2 separate regions of the Mus musculus genome follow, and region 2 is linked to region 1. A link is a contact called in public HiChIP or PLAC-seq data. All regions are on one chromosome and are shown on one strand. Each heading gives the region's core, a stretch centred on a gene start, on an enhancer-like site or on the middle of the called end of the contact. The rest is flanking DNA. Distances are from core to core; before and after follow the strand shown.

What was found. HiChIP or PLAC-seq counts read pairs in DNA pulled down with a chosen protein or histone mark.
Region 2: a contact with region 1 is called in an H3K4me3 HiChIP or PLAC-seq map of the SCID.adh cell line, with 22 read pairs. The contact joins the enhancer-like site here to the promoter of 1700092K14Rik in region 1. A contact is called at or near these places in 3 of 39 promoter capture datasets (cranial neural crest, pre-B cells and trophoblast stem cells), 2 of 484 Hi-C or Micro-C datasets (double positive thymocytes and nephron progenitors) and 3 of 115 datasets of contacts at active chromatin or transcription factors (the SCID.adh cell line, embryonic stem cells and thymocytes).

Annotation. Positions count from the first base shown.
Region 1 is chr11:114,195,992-114,200,228 of GRCm38.p6, forward strand. 1700092K14Rik (RIKEN cDNA 1700092K14 gene) reads left to right here and starts at 2,267. Exons shown (of 3, transcript NR_045930.1): 1 at 2,267-2,332; 2 at 2,735-2,886; 3 at 3,032-3,208.
Region 2 is chr11:114,246,530-114,250,766 of GRCm38.p6, forward strand. No RefSeq gene overlaps it. Among named protein-coding and RNA genes, the nearest start is that of Gm11691, 3.2 kb to the right of the region's middle. Within about 2 kb of position 1,877, at least 27 of the 459 cell types and tissues checked have an H3K27ac peak or open chromatin away from gene starts, as enhancers often do. A contact at or near this core is called in the SCID.adh cell line and double positive thymocytes, where this site is marked.

The DNA.
Region 1 (4,237 bases), core at 1,017-3,516:
CTCCAGTTTGAAGGGATCCGATGCCCTCTTCTGGCCCCTGTGGACTCCGGGACAAGCATGTGAACACTCAAACACATAAAATAATATAATACATTTTTAAAAATATATTTTTAAGTTCTATTTGCACCTGTAATCCCACCATTGTTTAGGGTACATACAGGTAGATCCTGAGGGCTAAGTGGCCAAGCAGTCCAGCTAAAAGGCTAAGTTTCCAGTTCTGCAAGAGACCCTGTTCCTGGCAAAGAGCTATAAAGGAAGGCTCTGACATTTATACACACACAGGGTCACATGCGCAAGTACATGTATGTACTGACACAACACAACACACATATACAAGAAGAGTCTGGGGAGGCTTCCTGGAGGAGGTGACTTATTTTTGAAGAATGAGTAAGACTCGTGTGAATGGAGGCTTCAGGGCCAGTGAGGAATAGCATGGAATCTAGACAGTAAGGCCACTAGGTATGGCCTTGACTCCTGGCCTAGCACTCTTGTGGTACTTGGACAACCTTAAGGTTCTCTCCCAAGTATGGAAGGCCAAATTCAGGGTTCTGGATCCCACAGGAAGAGGAGCTCAAGCAGTCATACCTGTTCAGCTGCACTGTCCCTTCATGACCCCAGAGCAGGGACGGGTGGCTACTTTGGCAGGAGGCAGCAGCCCTCGTTTTGAAGGCACTATGCTAACTGGGTCAGAACCCAGGCATGGGAAGATCAGTGAACTCTCTTCAGAACTCAGTCAGGCACCAGAATAGAGGCGCCCAAGAGAAATCTAATAGGATCCACGCATGTGGTTTTAAATCTCTGATAACCAGCTCATAAAAGCAAAAGGAAGCAGGTGAAACCATCGGTAATAGCATCCCTTAGTTGGCTCAACACACGAAAAACATTATCAACTCAACGCATAATGAATCCCAAGGAATTATTCATAAGCTCTCCTGCATTCCCTTTCCTATACAAAATCACCAAAACCCGGTGTGTATCTCGCTGACCCAGTTCCTGGGGCTCCGTGGCCACCGCATGGGACACAGAAGCCAAGGCTCACCTCTGCCACCGAGTTCAAAGACACAGTCTCCTGTGAACTCTTCCAGCGCACACATCTGGAAATCAGGCAAGGGTTCTGGGCAGGTCCATGGGTGTCTTAGGATGCCGTTGTTGTTTGTCCTGGTAGTAAGATGTTTGATCTCTCTGCCTCCACCTCTCTCTCTCTCTCTCTCTCTCTCTCTCTCTCGTGTGTGTGTGTGTGTGTGTGTGTGTGTGTGTGGTGTGTGTGTGTGAGAGAGAGAGGTGGGGGAGAGGTAAGAGAAGAGAGAAGAAGGGAGAGGACAGAGGGACACCTTGGCCTTTAATGGCCAAGCTAGCTCCTGGTTTTGAGACAGCTTCTGTTTGGCCCAGGGCTTGCTGGTTAGCCTAGGCTGGGTGGCCAATGGGCCTCCAGAAGGGTTCTACTTAACTCCATCTCCCCAGTGTTGGGATTAAGAGAACATGACACTGAGCTGGGTTCTTTGTAGTTTTGTAGGTTCTGGGCATTGAACTAAAGTTCTCCTGCTTACATGGCAAGCCTTCACTGCCTGAGCCATCTCTCCAGCCTGCCTCAGTTTCTTCCTATAGAAAATAAGAACAATCCCGGACTTCCTTGAGATTGTCTGAGGAGGAAGGTCACTTCCTTCTGTCCAGAGGGTGAGGGCAGGTGGGGCTTGAGCACCTCAGAGCTGCTCCCACCAGTTCCCACCGTGCCCCCCTCCCCTGGTTCTTCCAGCGTCTGCTCACACCTGCAGTTCCAGCATTCTCGAGGTGGAAGGGTCAGAAGTTCCAGGTTATCCTTGGCTACATAGCAAGAAATGTGTCAAGGAGACTGAGATGGCTCCCTGGCTCCAGACATGAACACCACAGAGAAGACCGCAGTCACAGAGCAGAAAACATACAAAACTAGGCGCTTGTGGAAATGTGGTTCATATGACGGGCCTGTCCAGTGTATCGACACTTCAAGCTCTGTGAGCCCACGGAAGACTTAGGCAGTCCTGGGATAGCTTTCTTTACTGTCTTCAGTTTAAAGATGAGAAAACAGAGGCACAGAGAGGTGAGGTATTTTGTCTGATGTCACACAGCTGGAGAAGCTTGTGTAGAGCATCATCAAGATGCCAACCTTTCTCTGCCACCCTTGAAACTTAAAAGTCTGTTGTTACCTGGAAACAATATCCAAGGAGATGGCAAAGTTGGGAGGCGGCTCAGTAACTGACAATGGGGAGACAAGATGCTGTCTGGCACCATCACAGTTAGTTGGTCCAGATGGTGGAAAGCCTGTATCCAATACCTGGAGTGGTGGGAACAGGAAGAGGTGAGGACAGACAGGTGAAATTTCTCAGTAATGGTTCTGTGAAGGGGGAAGAAGGGGTGTCTCGCTCCACCCAAAGGGAGGGCTCAGGGAAGGGAAGCCTATGACTTCATCACTGGGCCCACGCCAATGACATCACCAGAAGGGCAAGGAGCCAGGCTCAGCAAGTTATTTATGGAAACGGCTGGCGGCCAGGCACAGCTCCTGAGCTGTTTCAGATGTGGTTGGATAAAGCTTCCAGCTGGCCCAGTGGGGCCTCCAAGGCCTGCAGGCAGGCGGAGGAGGAAGGCTGGAGGAATCCAGCAGCTGGGGGCAGGGCTCCAGCAGAGATCATCAGAGTTCCAGGCTTCTTCCTTCTTGGGATCTGCTCATCTCTACCCATGCTCATCAAGGGCTTCCCTGCAGATCGGGCTGGCTGAACTCAGAGAGGACAGCATGTGTGTCTGCCTTCGTGTGCACCGAGGGCATGTCTGTGCACAAGACTGTAGTATGGGCTTGCCGGTCCATAGGGACACACACTCTGCTCCCTTCCACACTGGTACCTTGAGTGGTCCTGAGTGAGTATACAGATCTGTGCCTCCTTGCACGTGTATGTGCATGCGTGCATGGGGGTTGGGAGGCAGAGTGCCCAGGGAGAGCGGGGAGGAGAAGAGCCGCCCGGGAGCGAGATCACAGCAGGAAGCTGGGGAAATATCATTTCAGCCCAAGATCCAGAGGCACTTACAGAAGCTTCAGCAAAACCAGACAAAACTTCCTTTCAATCCATTTATCAAAACTGCCCGCAGCTCCGCTTCGGAGCAGGTACAACAAGAATAAAATATTGAGCACAACCAGCAACCGCGAGACTGGAGGAGGCCAATAAATAAGAAGTTACTGAGGAGCTCGCCCTGACCCTGACGGTTTGCTTTGCCGGTCCCTCCACCTATCTCGTCCTGTGATCTTATGGGTGATGGCAGGAGGGAGGATGGCAGGGGCCCCACTGGGGTGTTTTTGATGAGCTGGGGATATGAGAGTAACTCAGCCCTATGAAGACAAGCTTCAGTGAGGCAGCTGCAGGAGCTCTTCTCACATTTCTTGGGCTGGCTAACTGCCTTCCTTCTCATAATCCCCTGAGGATGGGCTGGAGAGCTGGCTCAGTGGGTAAAGATGCTTGCAGACAAGACTTACTCCCTGAGTTCGATCCCCTGGAGCCACATAGGAGAACTGACTCCTGCCTGTTGTCCTCTGACCTCCACATGCAGATGCTGGTATGCACACTGACACACACAAATATGTGTAGTAAAGCTTTTCAAAATTCTCCAAAAGGAAACTGAATCCATGCAATCTTGAGTGGCCTGGTTGTTCAAGAGAGCATTGAAGTGAGAATAGGGTCAGGAAGCAACCAAGGGGCTTGAACTCAGTCCCCAAGCTAAGACCCTCCATTCCCATGCCCTGTTATGTGCACCTTTTAGATGGTAAGTGGAGGGATGGACATGCATCCGGGTGAGAGTCCCTCTCCCAGACCACCTGTCCTCCATTCTAGATAGAGAAGCCAACCATCTTATAAATGTTCCTGCATGGGGCCTGTGTAACAGAATGTCTTGATTTCTTCTTCCTTCATGTCCACAGAATGATGGGATCTGCTTTCTTTCCATCTATGCCCCCCGTTTACCCAGGTGCTCAGGGACCCATTCATACCACCACCCTGTTGCCTGCCTTCCCACCACCACTGTCCCCCAAGGCTCCATCGATAACAGTCTGAGTGGTTGGAGGATGCACCTCAATGCTACGATCTCTAAGGACAGGAGAAAATGCCTGGAAGGTGCCTCGAGGCAGTGGCACTGGGACACTGTTCTCTGATACACACACACACACACACACACACACACACACCATTGTGATGATCAGGGTCAGCAGAAAGGTACAAAC
Region 2 (4,237 bases), core at 627-3,126, 50 kb after region 1:
ACCTTGACTACAAGTGAGAATCGCCCTGGAGCTTTCAAAACCGATACGGAGTCCCCACCCTAAACCAATTAACTGTGCCTAGTGAGAGACGAAGCTTTTTTTTTTTTTTTTTTTTTGAGCTTTCTAGGTGACTCCCATGTGCAGCAGGGGTTCCGGGACATAGATAAAACCCATGATTGTTTAGAACACTCTGTAACTACTGCAAACCTCTTAGCTCTTTTTGAGAGTAAATTGTCATCTCTGCTACCCCGAGAATTCTGCAAACTGTCAGTTCCCTGCTAAACCGATCCTCCTCAATAAAGCAAAGCCAATCCTGCCTCTGTTGCCAGGTGGTCCCCATTCAGGGACAGAGGTACCTATCAGCAACAGCTGGAGCCTCTTCCCAGGCAGGCAGCTTTTGTACAGCTTACCTTGCTGATGGGAGGCAGGGGTGGGATGGGATGGAGTGGGATGGAATCCAAGGACCAGCTGGTGGTGGGGACCTTGAAGGAAGGCTGGTGTATTCTACGGTATGGAAAACCCCCAGGAAAGGCTCCTACTAGCTCATTCAGGCCTCTGGACAAGGAGGGAGCAGGTCTCTTAAAATGAAGGACTGGAGAGCTGGGCTGTGACCAGCACTGTGGGAAGGGGTGCTGGGCAGACACTCAGCTGGAACTTTATCTACTCTGGTGTGGATCACTTTGTGTGTGTCTGTGTGTTATGTGTGTTGCAGATATGTGACATATGCATATGAATGTGTGTAACCCACGTGTTTATACAGAGAGGCCAGAGCAGGACGTCTGGTGCCTTCCTCTATCCCTCTCAACATTACGGGTTTGAGACAGAGTCTCTAACTGAACTGGAAGCTCAAAGTTTGGACTAGGCTAGCTGGCCAGGAAGCTCTTAGGATCTTCCTGTCTTTATCCATCTAGGGCTGGGGTTACAGGCAGGTATAGACATGCCAAGATTTTTACATAGGTGTTAGGCATTCAAACTCAGGTCTTTGTGAGCCATCTCCCTAGCTCCCCCTACCCCATCACTCAGTTTTCATATTTGGGTCCATGCTTGTCTTTTCTGGCACAGTTGATCTCCTTATTGGGTTGAAAACAATCAAGGATACACTGAACTTCAACATGTGCTAGCAGCAGTTTGTTCTGGAAAACAATGGATGCTGTCAGCCAGCCGTGGTGTGTCAATCTCGAGTGGACACTTGGAATGGGGGGGGGTGGATCCTGAAAAGACGGTGAATGGCAAGGTGCCAGGGGTTAACCTGGAGCAGAGCGAGGCAGAGTGAGCCCCTGGTGCGTGAGAATAAGCAACTGGTTCAATGAGCAAAACTGTCAGGGTCCTTACCTGGGCTCTAACAAGCTAGGCTCAGCACCGGTCCTCAATAGACCAATTAGACGGGAGAGCCATAGTGAGAAACGGAAAAGGAACATTTATTCAATGGAGACACTTGGGGAGAAGAACAAAGTGGTCTAGTGTTCACTCTCCCAAGTCCATCTTGGGTGTCCTGGCATGAGGCTTAGGTTTAAATATAGGACACGAGGTATATGCATGGCTAAGCCGTCCTGGTCAAGGTGTGGTCCTGCCCATCACTGACACACCCTCTCCAGTCTGTCCTGCAAGGCGCTCAAAGTAGGTTTCAGACTGTGTGAGATCTCTCCCTGGGAGACAACCTCCCCAACCCTGGCTGTGCCAGCCCTCAGCCACCTTCTTCTCTCAGCCTGAGACTCTGAGGGCAATCCAATTCCTGGGGGTTTATTGTTTCAGGACTCTGATAGCCAAAGGGAGGGCAGGGCGCAGTGTCTCTTCAGAATGTCTTCTTTACCAGGTGCCAAGATGGTTAAAAGTTGGACTTGGTTTCATAGGCAAACTCCTCCCCTCCCTCACCACAGGATGTGACAAAGCCCCAGCATGGAGCCAGCACCTGCACCCACTTTCTGGCAGTTTCCCTAGCCTTGCCTCTGTGTTCTCCAAGAAGCCAGCAAGACAGATAAGGGCACAAGGAGACAAAGTTTCCACAAGAGATACAGGACTGAGGACCCCAGGGGGACAGGACAGGATGAAATGAAGCAGCGGGGAGACAGGGACAGAGAAGGACTTTGGAGTGTCTGGAAGTGGAGACTTACCGAGAGGGAGACAGGAATCTGGCTGAGAATAGACTTGGCCAACTGCCAGCAGAGCCCTCCCTCCTCCTCCATCCCCCTCTTCCCTTCTTGAAGGCAGGATCTTGCCAGATAGCCCAGGCTGGCCTAGAGCTTGCAAATCTCCAGCCACAGCCTCCTGAGTGCTGGCAAGACAGGCCCATGCCACCACACCCAGATTCAACAGTGCATTTTCTTGGGAAAAAGCTAAGGACAGGGAGCCGGGGTCACCTTCAGGAAAGTGGCCTCTTTCAGTGGAAGATAGAAGGAAGGCTAGGAAAGAGTCTTCCATTGGGCTACATGGGATTTCTGGGTAGCCACGAGGCTCCAGCAATGGAGGGCATGAGGAGGGAGAGAGGACCCAGGCTTCTTATCTGCTGCCCGGCACCTAGCACAGGGCTCAGGGATGACTGTTGACTACTGGGATACATGCATGCATGCAAGCACACTGGGCTACCTTCTTCCTGTTGCCACTGTGTCATGGCTAGAGGGAGATCTAGGCAGTCAGGGTATATGGGTCAGCTGCTCGTGGGAAGTCTATGCTGCAGTAGCAGCAAGGAGGTGGTGCTTCTAGAACCTACAGGTGGGTGCTGTGAAGGAAAGACCATTAGTAAAGAACCAGAAGACCCAGCAGGTCGACTCTCGATTAGGTCAGAAATTCCTAATCGCTAATGGGAGGAAATGACATGCCACGTAGCTGTCCTCAAACTCTAGAACCCAACCCTTTGACTGGGGCTGATCTGATTTGCATATCTCTGACTTGCAGGCCTGAGATGGTACAAGGAGAAGTGAAATGGCGTAACAGCTTACTCTGTCCTCCGAGCTGTGCACTGGCCAGTCTCAACTGTCCTCCTTTGCATAGTGTGAATTCCATGCCAGAAAACTGCGTACAAAGAAGCACCCTAACCCAGGGGACATCCCACAAACCATTGTTCTACACTGCAGACTATGTAATTGACTGTCCAGCCAGCTGTCACCATCTGATGTATTTAATAGAGTTTTCTTCCGATTCTGGTCTAACAGGTGAGTTCACTCACAGCCTGGGTTAACCCTACTACACAGTGGCTGGCTCCTTCCCACACCAAGCTTGCGGAGGTGGGTGGTACTGTCTATCTATTTGGGTTGAGTAGGGGAATAAACTGGCATTAAGACCTCATAGAGCAGGATCCAGTTTTCCATTCTCTGTTAGACTTTTCTTTATGGCAATCATTTTGTCTTGTTATGTCCCCAAATGTGTGTTGCTATCCCAGTGTTTTGGAAGACGGAATGTCTCAGCCGCTAGGCATCTTTTATAACAAAAAAATAAAAAAAAAAAAAAAAAGAAAGAAAAAAGAAAGAAAGAAAGAAAAAAGAAAAAAACCTTAATAAAGCCTCTTTCTTCTGATGTGTGGCTTTCAGAGGATGCTCTGGCCCACAAGGATGCTTCCTCCTAGGATGTTCCTAGCCACCCACATCCAGGCCATCTAAGTATCAGTACCAAGCAGGTTAGCTGCACTCAGATCCCGAAGAATCCACAGACTGAAGCCTGGGGGTTCTGAATGCCAACTGGTTTGCTCAATATTCTTTCTCTGAGACAGGGTCTCAGGTAGCCCAAGCTGTCCTGGTCTCTCTGTGTAGATAAGGATAACCCTGAACTTCTGGGATTACAAATGTGCCTCGTCCTGCCTCGCTTATGTGATGCTGGGAGTCCAACCCAAGTCTTTATACACATTGTACAAGCACTCTAGCAATATGGCTACACTGCCGGCCTTAAGATGATTCATATGGACATGAGATTTGGGGTTCATAAGTACTTTCTATGAGAGCATATACTTCTCCACGACCAACCTAAAAGTCGGCATGCTCCTCTACCCCCACCCCAGCACTGTATCTCTGCCAGAGCTGCAGGCTGCCTGGAATATGTCATTTCTACATGGTGGGGAGGACCATGGCACCTACATGCCTTCTGTCCATCACAGAAGCACGGAAGACTGATGCTGTCTCAGAACTGCTCACATCACACATCATCCCTCAGCCTTCTCCTCCCTTTGAACTTCCTCCCCTTAAGATCACCGAACCTCAGTTTCCTTATTTGCTAAGTAGCACCAAATAGCGCATTTTGTTCTGTGAAT